Linked DNA regions of Mus musculus: all the other regions are linked to region 3. The links are chromatin contacts, called in public promoter capture Hi-C maps. All regions are on one chromosome and are shown on one strand. Each heading gives the region's core, a stretch centred on a gene start, on an enhancer-like site or on the middle of the called end of the contact. The rest is flanking DNA. Distances are from core to core; before and after follow the strand shown.

Region 1 (3,885 bases), core at 51-2,550, 740 kb before region 3:
CCAATAATATTTTTAAAGATTATTTATTTATTTATTTATCGTGTAGTCAGCATTCTTCCTGCATGTATGCTAGCAGGCCAGAAGAGGGCACCAATTCTCACTATAGATGCTTATGAGCCACTCTGAGCCACCATATGGATACTGGGAATTGAACTCTGGACCTCTGGAAGAGCAGCCAGTGCTCTTAAGCTCCGAGCCATCTCTCCAGCCCTGTTAATAATATTTTGAAATGGAGATACCTCAAGTGTCTTGTCATAAGAAGTATCTTGTGGCCTGAACAGGCAGTGACGCTATCTCGGTGGGCATGAGTGATCTCATTAGCATGTGTTATGATAGACTTCAACAAACAACACTGGATTTACATTCAATCTCTTTATAACCATCCTAAAAGATTTGAAAGACAAATGCATATTTCTTATAGAGAAAACATAGCTCCAAGGCCAACAGTTGTTATTCAAGGTCAAAACTCATAAATAAAAGGAAGGAAAACAGGGCTGGTCTGTTTTCTTGAACTTAATCTCCCCCCCCCCCCGCCGCCCCCCGCCACACCCACCTCCCATGCGCAACCGTGTTAAGATTTTTCTTTTTTTTTTTTTTTTCTTTTTTTTATGGCATCTCCACCAGATTTATTTTTAAAGGAATGACCTAAGGGAGAAAAAACTAGGGTACAGAAGTATGGGCTAGAAAATAAATACAAATGTAAGCTGTTTCACTAATTTTATAACCACAAACTTGTACAGAGAATGAGGCCCTCTACAGAACACAACAGGTTCAGACGAGGCGTTCCCTTAACAAGGCTGAAGATCCGGACTCTGGTATTTGACATTTAGGATGCAGTCAGTCCACGCTTTTACCCAGATTTGAAGAGAAGAATGGCCACCTGACCCAGGTAGAAGTAGACGAAGTGTTTGGTTTCGTACGTCACGTAACTACCGAAGTTCCGGCCCACAATGCAGTGCCAGGTGGGGTTGTACTTCTTGTCAAACTCCTTCTTGATATGGGCCGCAATATCCTTCTCTGTGCTGTACTTCTCCAGCGCCTGGATAGCACACCTCACCGAGTCCTGCTGCATCTCTTCCGACATGTCTACAGTTTTTATCACTGCCTTCCGATCGCACATGGTTACCGCGGAGCAGGGGCCAATCGGCCGCTGCGTGCCCCTAGGGAAGATGCTGGCGGTGCTCAAGCAGCAGCAGCAGACAGCCGGTCCCTGCTGAAGCCGAAGCCGTGGCGCATCTCTTAGCTAAATATTTAACTGTATGCGTTTGCTACCTTTTCTTTACCCCTTCAGGAGCCATTTGGTAGGTGGTTTATTTTGTCACAAAAAGCAAGAAACCGCCTCATTGTGACTGCACAATTACCCGCTGACCCTCTGAGGTGGGGAGCCGAACCCTGGAGACCTGGCTTTTCATGAATCAGAAATTCACATGTGTGAGGAAATGCAGTGGAAGCAGCAGACACTGCTGTTGCTTGAGGGAAATATTTTAAATGAACCGGCCTACTCTCCAATAAAATCAAAACTTTTTTTTTTTTTTTTTTTTGGTTTTTCGAGACGGGGTTTCTCTGTATATCCTTGGCTGTCCTGGAACTCACTTTGTAGACCAGGCTAGCCTCTAACTCAGACTCCCGAGTCCTGGGATTAAAGGCGTGCGCCACCACGCCCGGCGCACTGTGTCTATTTCACGAGGGGGAAAAATGAGCGTATTTCCCTAAGAAACTTCAGAAAGACTGATTTAAACACGCGGGACCTGATGAACCTCTAATGGCTTCATCTTAATTAGTTATACCTGTGATGCTCCTGTTTCCAAATACGGGCACACGCCGGAGCTCTGTGTTCATATTCCTGAAAGATTCAATTAACCCATAACATTTGCTGTCATACCTTGCTGACATGTTCGCAGCTGTGTTCACAGACCTGAAGATGGCACTGTGCATCAGCTGAAAACATTCTCAAACCACCCGCAACAGAAAAATCCGCACACTGCCCACAGCCCTGGCTAATACATGAAATTATATAAAGATTCAGATCATATTTCAATTTGAATTGGATGTACCTACGTTACCATTTTTCCCCCCATTTTACTTATTTGAAGCTTCTGGTTAATTGCAAGTTCCCAGACAAGGTTAAGAGAGCAAGATTTACCCACAGATATGCAAGAAAAATTTCCGAGCCTTTGCAAGTGACTCATGCCTGATACCCCCAACTTTATAACTACTATAAGCTCTTAGTTCTTATCATTTCTCAGCAGTAAATGGGGCCACTGATTAGCAGAAAAGAGCAATCTTCCTGGCTTTGGCAGCCCATTCAACTAATCACAGTACTTGGGAGGCAGAGGCAGGTGGATGGATCTCTGTGAGTTCAAGGCCAGCCGGGTCTACAGAGCCAGTTTTAGGACAGCTGGGGCTACAGAGAAAACCTATGTCAACAGAAACAAAACAGAACAAAACAAACAAACCAAAAACAAAGAGGAGGAGGAGGAGAGGAGGAGGAAGAGGAGGAAGAAGAGGAAGAGGAGGAGGAGGGAGAGGAGGAGGAAGAGGAAGAGGACAGACAGAAATAACAAATCTCTTCCCCATTCTGGGCCCCTTTTCCTTTCTAACTTTTACATTTAAAAACAAAGAGTTAATAGCAATTTAAGCACTTATTAATGTTTAATATGTTCACTATGGCACAGAATTCCAGGAAAAATATGTACATGTCTTATTAATTACATCTCTCAATGCTATCACCCAATGCTTAATAAAAAGCAACGAGAGGAGGAAGGGTTTATTCTGGCTTGCAGCTCAACAGGATTATTCCACCATGGTGGGAAGACAAGGCAGCAGGCAGGGATGATATGGTGGCAGGAAGTGCCAGGTCAGAGTACACATCACACACAGTAAGCAGAGCACAGACAGGAAGTAGGGCCAGCCTGTAAATCTCATGTTCCTGGCCCACCACCTCAGTACTGGCTGCTTTTGTGTGTCAACATGATACAAGTTAGAGTCATCAGAGAGAAAGGGCCCTCATTTGAGGAAATGACTCCATGAAATCCAATGGTAAGGCATTTTCTCAATTAGTGATCAACTGGGGAGGGCTCAGACTATTGTGGGTGGTGCCACCCCTTGGCAGGTGGTCCTGGGTTCTATAAGAGATCAGGCTGAGTAAACCAGGGGCAACAAGCCAGTAAGCAGCACCCCTCCTAGGACTCTGCATCAGCTCCTGCCTCCAGGTTCCAGTCCGGCTTGAGTTCCTGTCCTGACTTCCCCCAATGTTAAACTATGATGTGGAAGTGTAAGATGAATAAGCTCTTTCCTGACCAATTTGCTTTTTGATCATGGTGTTTCTTCCCAGCAACAGAACCTCCAACTAAGACACCCACTTTCACCAATAAGGCTCCGCTTCTTTTTTTCTTTTTCTTTTTTCTTTCTTTCTTCTTTTTTGTTTGTTTGTTTGTTTTTTGTTTTGGTTTTTCGAGACAGGATTTCTCTGTATAGCCCTGGCTGTCCTGGAACTCACTTTGTAGACCAGGCTGGCCTTGAACTCAGAAATCTGCCTGCCTCTGCCTCCTGAGTGCTGGGATTAAAGGCATGTGCCACCACCACGCCCGACTTTCTCTCTCTCTCTCTCTCTCTCTCTCTCTCTCTCTCTCTCACACACACACACACACACACACACACACACACACACACACAGTCCACTTTCCTTCCCAGGTCCCTCCCTCCCTCCACACTTGTGATTGCTTTCTTCTCTCTTCCAAGTGGGACTGGGGTGTCCTCACTTGGGCACTTCAGTTTGTTGAGCCTTTTGAGTTCTGTGCACTGTATCTTGGGTATTCTGTACATTTGTTGTTGTTGTTGTTGTTGTTTTTCTTCTTTTGGCTAATATCCACTTATTAGTGAGTA
Region 2 (3,629 bases), core at 245-2,744, 630 kb before region 3:
ATTCTTAGAGAACCCAGGACCCCAGCCCAAGGTTGGCACCACCCACAACATCCTAGGCCCTCCTACATCTATTACTTATTGTGAAGATGAAATGCCCTACAGGCTTGCCCACAGCCCAACCATATAGAGGCTTTTTCTCACTGAGGCTTCCTCCTCTGATGACTTTAGCTTGTGTCAAATTGATATAAAACCCAGCACAATTTCTTTCTGGTGATGAAACAAAAAAAGAACAATCTGATCTTCCCACTCTCTCATCCAAGAAGTAATCTCATTGTGAATCAGTGACCATGGCACGAAAACAAACTCTTTCCTCTCGTGGGGTTTATCGTTGGGTCTCAGATGTTACCAGTACAGGAATACATACACACGAGATAGGGAGTCCCATCACTCCGTGGTGTCAGTCCAGCCCCTTTCTTGCAATGAGTTCATTCTGTATGATCAGGAACATATTTCTGATACCTTTGTATTAAAGGAAGATTCATTCCTGTGTTATGAGATGAGGGAATAGAGTGAACTTCAAGCAAAAAACAAAACAAAACAAAAGAACCTTTAAGTACTTCCACATGAATGGGAGTAATGTAAGGAGTCCAGAAAGAGACTGGAAGTTGAATAGGGCAGATCCGAAGTAATACAGAGAGAAATCTTATGATGAGTGTTGGATAGTGGGTCAGGAGTCAGTTCACACACCATACTGATTCCAAGACCAGTTTTCCTCTAACTGGGAGAGGAGCCAGGAAGAACATTTGGTGGTGAATAGTTGTATGAGATTGTGAAAGAGAATCTGGTGAAGCTCTCTCAAATGTTAAATTGTTTACACGGATATCGGAGGAACGTGTGGACAAGGGGACTAAGGACAGATGAAAATCTCAAAGGGTTTCTGGGACTTATAGGTAAGAGACATCTGTGTTCCCTAGTCCACGCCCCAAACCGTGGATTTCAGTGTACACATCAAATCTGTTCGGTTATTTTTTTTTCCTCTTTGATTTAGTGTCATAATGGGTATTAAACCAAGGCCTCCTTCACTCCAGGCAAGTGCTTCACCAGTGAGTAGCCCCCATCTCTTTTGGTACTGTGTAATTTGGGACATAGACTTGTGATTCTTCTGTCTCAAACCCCAGAGTAGCTGAGATTTCAGAATATTTCCAGGAAACTTGGTTTCAAAAACTATCCTAAAGAGTTTGTGGTGTGCCCTAAAGTAGCTTCTTGCTCCGTTATTTTAAAGTAAAATTGACTCAATGTGATTTTTTTTCTGCCCCCCATAAGATTCTAGGAACCCCTGAGCTTTTTAAGTCACAGCATTGATCAGAGTAAGAAGTAAATCTAATACATATTACCGTTAAAGGCTGGACTCATATTCTCAAAATGCCCTTTGTAAATTTGGGATTTTTAAAAGCAGCCTAATTCCAGTTACATACAATCCATGCGCTTTAAATTCTTTGCCTTCTTTGGTTCCGGGTAGTCCTTCGCGTAGACTTCTGGGAAATGTAGTCTCTCTCTCTCTTTCTGTATGACCCCGCTAGACAGGACTCTGCTCTCTGTGCTTCCGGGTTCTTTTTACGTTTGTGATTCTCCAAACTCTGCGGTGTTCTCAAAGTTGGGACAGTGTGGCTTGTTCTTCGCGCTTAACATGAAGGTTGGTCCCGGGTGCAGCCTAGACTTGCAAATCCAGGAACTCTGCGGGTAGGCGGGTCCGGCGTGCAGGGAGCGGGGGAGGGCTGGGCAGGAGGCGGAGAGAAGCCCATTTGGATGTGCAGTGCAGATCTAGGCTTAGGGGTGGCTTGGCTGACCATGCCAGAGACAGGCTGTGATGAAAGCTCACACAGCACCTTGGCTGGGGAAGCTTGCTGTTACTAGCTTTCACATTGCTGTTGTCAGATCCCTCAGGAAATCTAGAGCAAGTGGGTTTTTCTGAGCCCTCCCATATTCTATGACAGGCCCAGGACTCTTGTTTTGAGTTCGTGTGGCTCATAGTTTCCAGGACAGTGAGTTCTGGCGGGGGAGTTTGGTGTATGGGATGTTCGTCCCGTTTTCTTTGTGATAAATTGTTTTCAGGGCGGCTCACTTTGGATAGGAATCACTCCTTTACCCACTGTGACAGAACCCTCACATTCACACACCTGTATGAGGCAAAAAAAAAAAAAAAAAAAAATTCTCATCGAGGGGGCACTCTGAGCTTTGTACCTTCCCAGCTATCACTGATCCTACAACACTGCAGAGTGGAAAATACTAGAGAATATTACCACATACAATTGCACCAGAGACTGCGATGTCAGAAATTTGGACTCCTTTTGTGAAAGGAGAGATAAGTTGCCCAGGTATTTGTATTGTGTGGAAAGATTGAGAGATGGGGTTGAAGAAATGTGGCTCACTAAAGGTCTTGTGATTGTATACAACAGTCTGCTCCCCATGGCATTTGTATACAGCCAGCTGCTCACCCCGTGCTTTGTATACAGCCTTTGCTCACTCTGTCCTTTGTGCTGTTTTTGCCACACTTCAGTCAAATTGATTTGTGTGCTGGAGACTGACTTACAGCATTCAAATCTATACCTAAGAAGCATGGGCTTTAAACTACATTATCATAATACCAGTATTTTCTATGTATTATCTAACTATAATTACAATAATATGGACACTTTCTAGTCAATGCCATTAATGTTCAGGAAACTAAGAACATGTCATTTTACATTTTATGGTGTGAAAAGTACATTTTCTTGTACCTTAGATCCCGTTTCTTAGAAGGTAGAGGTGATACAGCAAAATGCTTATATCACAGGTCACACATGCATGCATTTAATATATACATATACACATTTATATTTAATATATTTATCAAACAGACCTATTTAAAAGAAAATGTCAAATTTAAGGTTACGTGTGCTACCTAAGATTATCAAAAATAATTTATTTTTTAAATAGAGGCACTTGTTTCTCTAGCAAAGGAACATTGTTCAGCCCCCACCAGGCACACAGTGGTTCATAATTGTCTATAACTGCAGTTCCAGGGAACCAATAACATCTTCTGGTCTCCAGGGTAACCATGTGGTGCACCATCATACAAGATGGCAACAACATATGCACAAAAATAAAAATAAATGACTTAAAAAGTTAAACATCACGAGGCCTAGAGAGTTAGCTCTGGGGTTGAGAGCTCTTGTGGTTTTTGTCTAAGTTTGCATATAATATATAGTGTATAAGTTTCAGTAAGTATAAAATAATATGATTTCATGAGGTTTGGTATTCGTTTTCCTTATCTCGCCCTTCCTCTCCATCTGTATGGACCTCCTTTCTTCTTGCCAATTGAAACCCCCTCCAGGTTTATTCTACCCTTTCTCCATCTGTGTTGACCTCCCACCATTTTCCCAGTTGACCCCCCTTCCCCGTAGGTTTTCCCTTTCCCACTTCAGATCACCTGTGTCCTGCTACGCATTTCTCATGCCCCTCCCCACATGCTCCCTTTATACTTCCCTGATTTCCATGGTTACTTCATGCTATATTACTCACATCTGAAAATTTGGAGCTAGAAAGAACTGCTGCAGACTGCTCAGGGAACACCCGTGACTTTGCATTGTGCCGTCATCATCAGGAAATCTTTTGACAGGCTGCAGAAGGTCTTGCAAAGCAAGGAAAGT
Region 3 (3,567 bases), core at 555-3,054:
GCTTGGTTTGACTGAGGACAGTATAAGCAAGATCGCCTGAGATGGAGGAGGGGATGTGGAGAAGAAACCCTGAAAAAACAAACACACAAAGAAAACCTGTGTGTATGTTGTGAATGCAAAACTCTTGTAAGGAGTCTGTGTGTGCAGAGACTGATGGCCCACGTGGAAGTTCACTGAGGGGCAGAGCCTGGAATTCTGCAGGTTCAGGGTTAGCTGTCTTGGGCTGATTTTCCCTTCAGGGACAGTCCTTGCCTCACTATGTAGTGGACCACACAGCTTGTTAATAGATAAAAACCTCTCAGAATCCACTGACTAGGCAGAACATGAGATTCTATCAACCCAAAAGCTAAAATCTCAGCAGATGGTATCTTAGGTGAATAGAATATCTCCCATATCTCAAGGTACATATACATACCTCTATCAGACTTACACCAATGTATTTTAAGCTTTCTTAGGTTAATGACATTCTTTGTTCTGTAAAACCATGAAATAGATTTCATGTTGGAGCATGGAATTTGGATTAATTAAACCTGTGTTCTCAGATCATGGCTACAAAAATGGCTCTGGACTAAACTATTCTCTTAACTCTTCAAAAGGACAACTATGCATTTTGCATGAACAGGAACCTACTATATGCAAATCATAAGTTCCCAAGTATGCCACAGGTTTTGAAATTTATCTTGCAGCCTTTCTAATACAGTTGAAAAATTTGAAGACTTCTTCCTAAAACTATTAAGGGTGCATCAGTAAACCTGAAAGTCACATTGAGGGACAGGGAAAATTTAAGAGAGTTCGAACACTGCCAATAATAGGAACATACATAAGAAAATCACATGATGAGACAATATCCAGATCCTGCCAGATTAAAGAGAACAATGTACAGAGCCTGGCAGATGAGCAGAGATATTTCCTCCTTCCCTTTCAGACTTTCCAGCTCCTCCCAGCGATCTTTCTCTCATCACACCAAGTCATCTATCTCTCACATCTGAAAAGAAGTCCAAATACTGGACAGAACACATACTCAGAACACAAACATACTCAGAACCGTTGAGGTATTACTGTCTAGTCATTTTTAATCTGTGTAAAATCCATAATTACATAGATTGTGCAAACACGGGATGTTACCAATTACAAGATTATTCTGTGGCTATACAGCCATGTATTGTGAGGAATCATGTCACTGAGATGTCTATTAGAAATTCCCACTCTAACCAAGGCATCCATAAATCTAACAATTCATTCCAAAGGAAAAGTAATTAACACCCCACACAACAATCACCGTCACAGGACTCTCTGTCCCTGGACACTAGGAACTTTAGAAAGCTGTGTGAACTCAAACAAGGAGTAGTCTCCAGGACATGACGTATAGGGGGCGGTAGATGTCCCCGTGTTCTGTATGTCCAGAGAATCTGACTACAGCCAGTGAGAATGGGTCAACTAGGCCGAGCACGTTTCCCTTTAAACATGCTTGAGCTCTGGTCAGCATCGCAGGCACAGGCAGTGTGCAGACCCTGCCTGCCCTTGCCATCCTGTAGTTTCTAACGTTCTCCTCATCAAACCTGTGCCCAGGGACAGTGACCCAGCCTAGGTCAGCACAGCATCTCCAGGTCAGCAGCTTCCTGTCTCACAACAAGCCCAAGCCGGCACTCTCCGTGCCCTACCCGCCACCCTGCACAGTCCCTCATATCTGCAAGATGGTGCTGTTCCCTGCACCAACCTCCATGTCAGAAATCCAAATGCAGCGCTCAACAGGACAACTGCACAAATTTGAGAAGCGACCTTTGACGAAAGAATATGGAAATTTGATGCTGACAGCACTTTCTGATGCCGTCACAGGGGCCGGGACTACATTTCCCACAAATCAATTGGAAGGACTTCCGGGAACCCACTGAAGAGGTTTTGTACACTGCCTGGATTACAGTCCACTGAGAGCAGGTGCACATGGACATGCACAGGGAATTTGGGCTCTTTTACAGTCCTTGGTCACGGCACGAAATGTTTGCCTGTGAGCTGAACCTTTCACATTAATCCCGCCTATCAGGTTTCCATGTTATCTCTGATAAAACATTTTGATTTAAAAACTCCGACCTACTATAGAATCTTATTAACAAATGGAAAATTCATGCTTTCATGATCTGCTTTATTTAAGAATGTGGAAGCAGGAAGTTAATGTAGGAGTGAGCATTATCTCTTTACGATTCTATTGAAACCATCCTAGTCGCTTAAGATAGAAGAATTAGAAATCAAAGCTAGTCACCAGCAGATGTTTTCTGAGCACTCCACTGGTTTTTCTCTTCTGTATGTCTCCCAAGGGGCGGGACAGAGTTACTGGGATCACAATGATGTGTGTACTAACTCTTTTTTTTCGAGGCAGGGTTTCTCTGTATAGGGTTTCTCTGGCTGTCCTGGAACTCACTCTGTAGACCAGGCTGGCCTCGAAATCAGAAATCTGCCTGCCTCTGCCTCCGGAGAGCTGGGATTAAAGGTGTGCGCCACCACGCCCGGCGTGTGTACTAACTCTTAATCCACTGTGCACTATAGGATTTCCCCCTGCCTTAGGTTTGATGTTCCTTATTGATTTTTCTGTCTCTGCACTGATCCTGTCATCGGTCATATTTGACAATATTTGAACATTAGTGTTATCTGTCTTGAATTTCCCTCACTTCTCCTAAACAGAACACTGAGATATTTTCTTCTTGAATACAAAGATATCAGAAATATTCATAATACTGTCTAATGAGATCACTGTATTAAAGGAGTTACACTGGAAACATAGAGTATTGAGAATTCATGTCTCTTCTTGGGAAGGTTTATTCTTGTGCAGTTCATGGTTGAGTCAAAGTTACAAACCCTGTTACAGAAAAGACTTCCTACTTCCCTGAATCCTAATGATTCAAAAAGAAGCTGTTTCAAAGAAGATACTGTGCCGAGTCCATATTTAATTCTTCTTTTCCAGTGAGTATGTTTATCCAGGAATGCAGAACGGCTTCCTCAAATTAGAAAAATTAGAGTCAAGGAACAATACATGTACCTGTACTTGATTGGCAAGTGTCATGACTGGTCTGTCCTCCTCCTGAATGCTGCAGTGAAGGGCATTGACAGAAACCACAAAAGTTAGTATTTCTGAGCATAGCTAGTTTTCCAATATATGTTATGTGTTGAGATCTGGTCTGTTGCTATGTATTGTAATGCTAAATTCTGTATCCAAGATCTAGTACTACAGCTGACTTCTCATATTTACATGGTTCTGTGGCACAAACCTTCATCCTTGATTTAAAACTATGGGATAAATCAAATTGGCTACAGCCAATTACTGGAGGGATTTGTGGAGGGCGGGTATTGAGTTACCTGGTAGGGGGTGGAGAAGAGAGAGAAGAAAGAGAGACCAGGACAAGGAGAAATGGGGAAAGAGGATGAAGATGCCCTGGGACAGATGGACCATGAGCCTGTGGCCAGGAGAAACAGCAAATATCTGGGGTAGAGCACTGGGAAGGTAGCCATGACGGCAGTTACAAGAGTAGATTAGTGGTTGTGTTCCAGTAATTGCCAAAGCCAAATGCTATAACC

Evidence for each region. Promoter capture Hi-C pulls out the DNA fragments that hold promoters and counts their contacts. Capture Hi-C pulls out chosen DNA fragments and counts their contacts.
Region 1: a promoter capture Hi-C map of the HPC-7 cell line shows a contact between it and region 3. The contact joins the promoter of BC048507 here to the promoter of Zfp759 in region 3. A contact is called at or near these places in 17 of 39 promoter capture datasets (3T3-L1-derived adipocytes, the C10 cell line, the HPC-7 cell line and 10 more) and 1 of 9 other capture datasets (macrophages).
Region 2: a contact with region 3 is called in a promoter capture Hi-C map of adipose tissue, with 7 times the contacts expected there. The contact joins the promoter of Zfp85 here to the promoter of Zfp759 in region 3. A contact is called at or near these places in 14 of 39 promoter capture datasets (the 3T3-L1 cell line, the C10 cell line, the HPC-7 cell line and 10 more), 2 of 115 datasets of contacts at active chromatin or transcription factors (astrocytes and embryonic limb bud) and 3 of 9 other capture datasets (adipose tissue, liver and macrophages).

The regions. Positions count from the first base shown.
Region 1 is chr13:67,860,741-67,864,625 of GRCm38.p6, reverse strand. BC048507 (cDNA sequence BC048507) reads right to left here and starts at 1,300. Exons shown (of 1, transcript NM_001001185.3): 1 at 703-1,300. The coding sequence starts at 1,120. The coding sequence ends at 851.
Region 2 is chr13:67,753,067-67,756,695 of GRCm38.p6, reverse strand. Zfp85 (zinc finger protein 85) reads left to right here and starts at 1,494. Exons shown (of 4, transcript NM_001001130.3): 1 at 1,494-1,633. The coding sequence starts at 1,628. Zfp85os (zinc finger protein 85, opposite strand) reads right to left here. Exons shown (of 3, transcript NR_027969.1): 2 at 3,502-3,629; 3 at 1-2,117.
Region 3 is chr13:67,126,465-67,130,031 of GRCm38.p6, reverse strand. It overlaps Zfp759 (zinc finger protein 759), which reads right to left and starts at 1,804. Exons shown (of 4, transcript NM_172392.3): 1 at 1,718-1,804. The coding sequence starts at 1,723.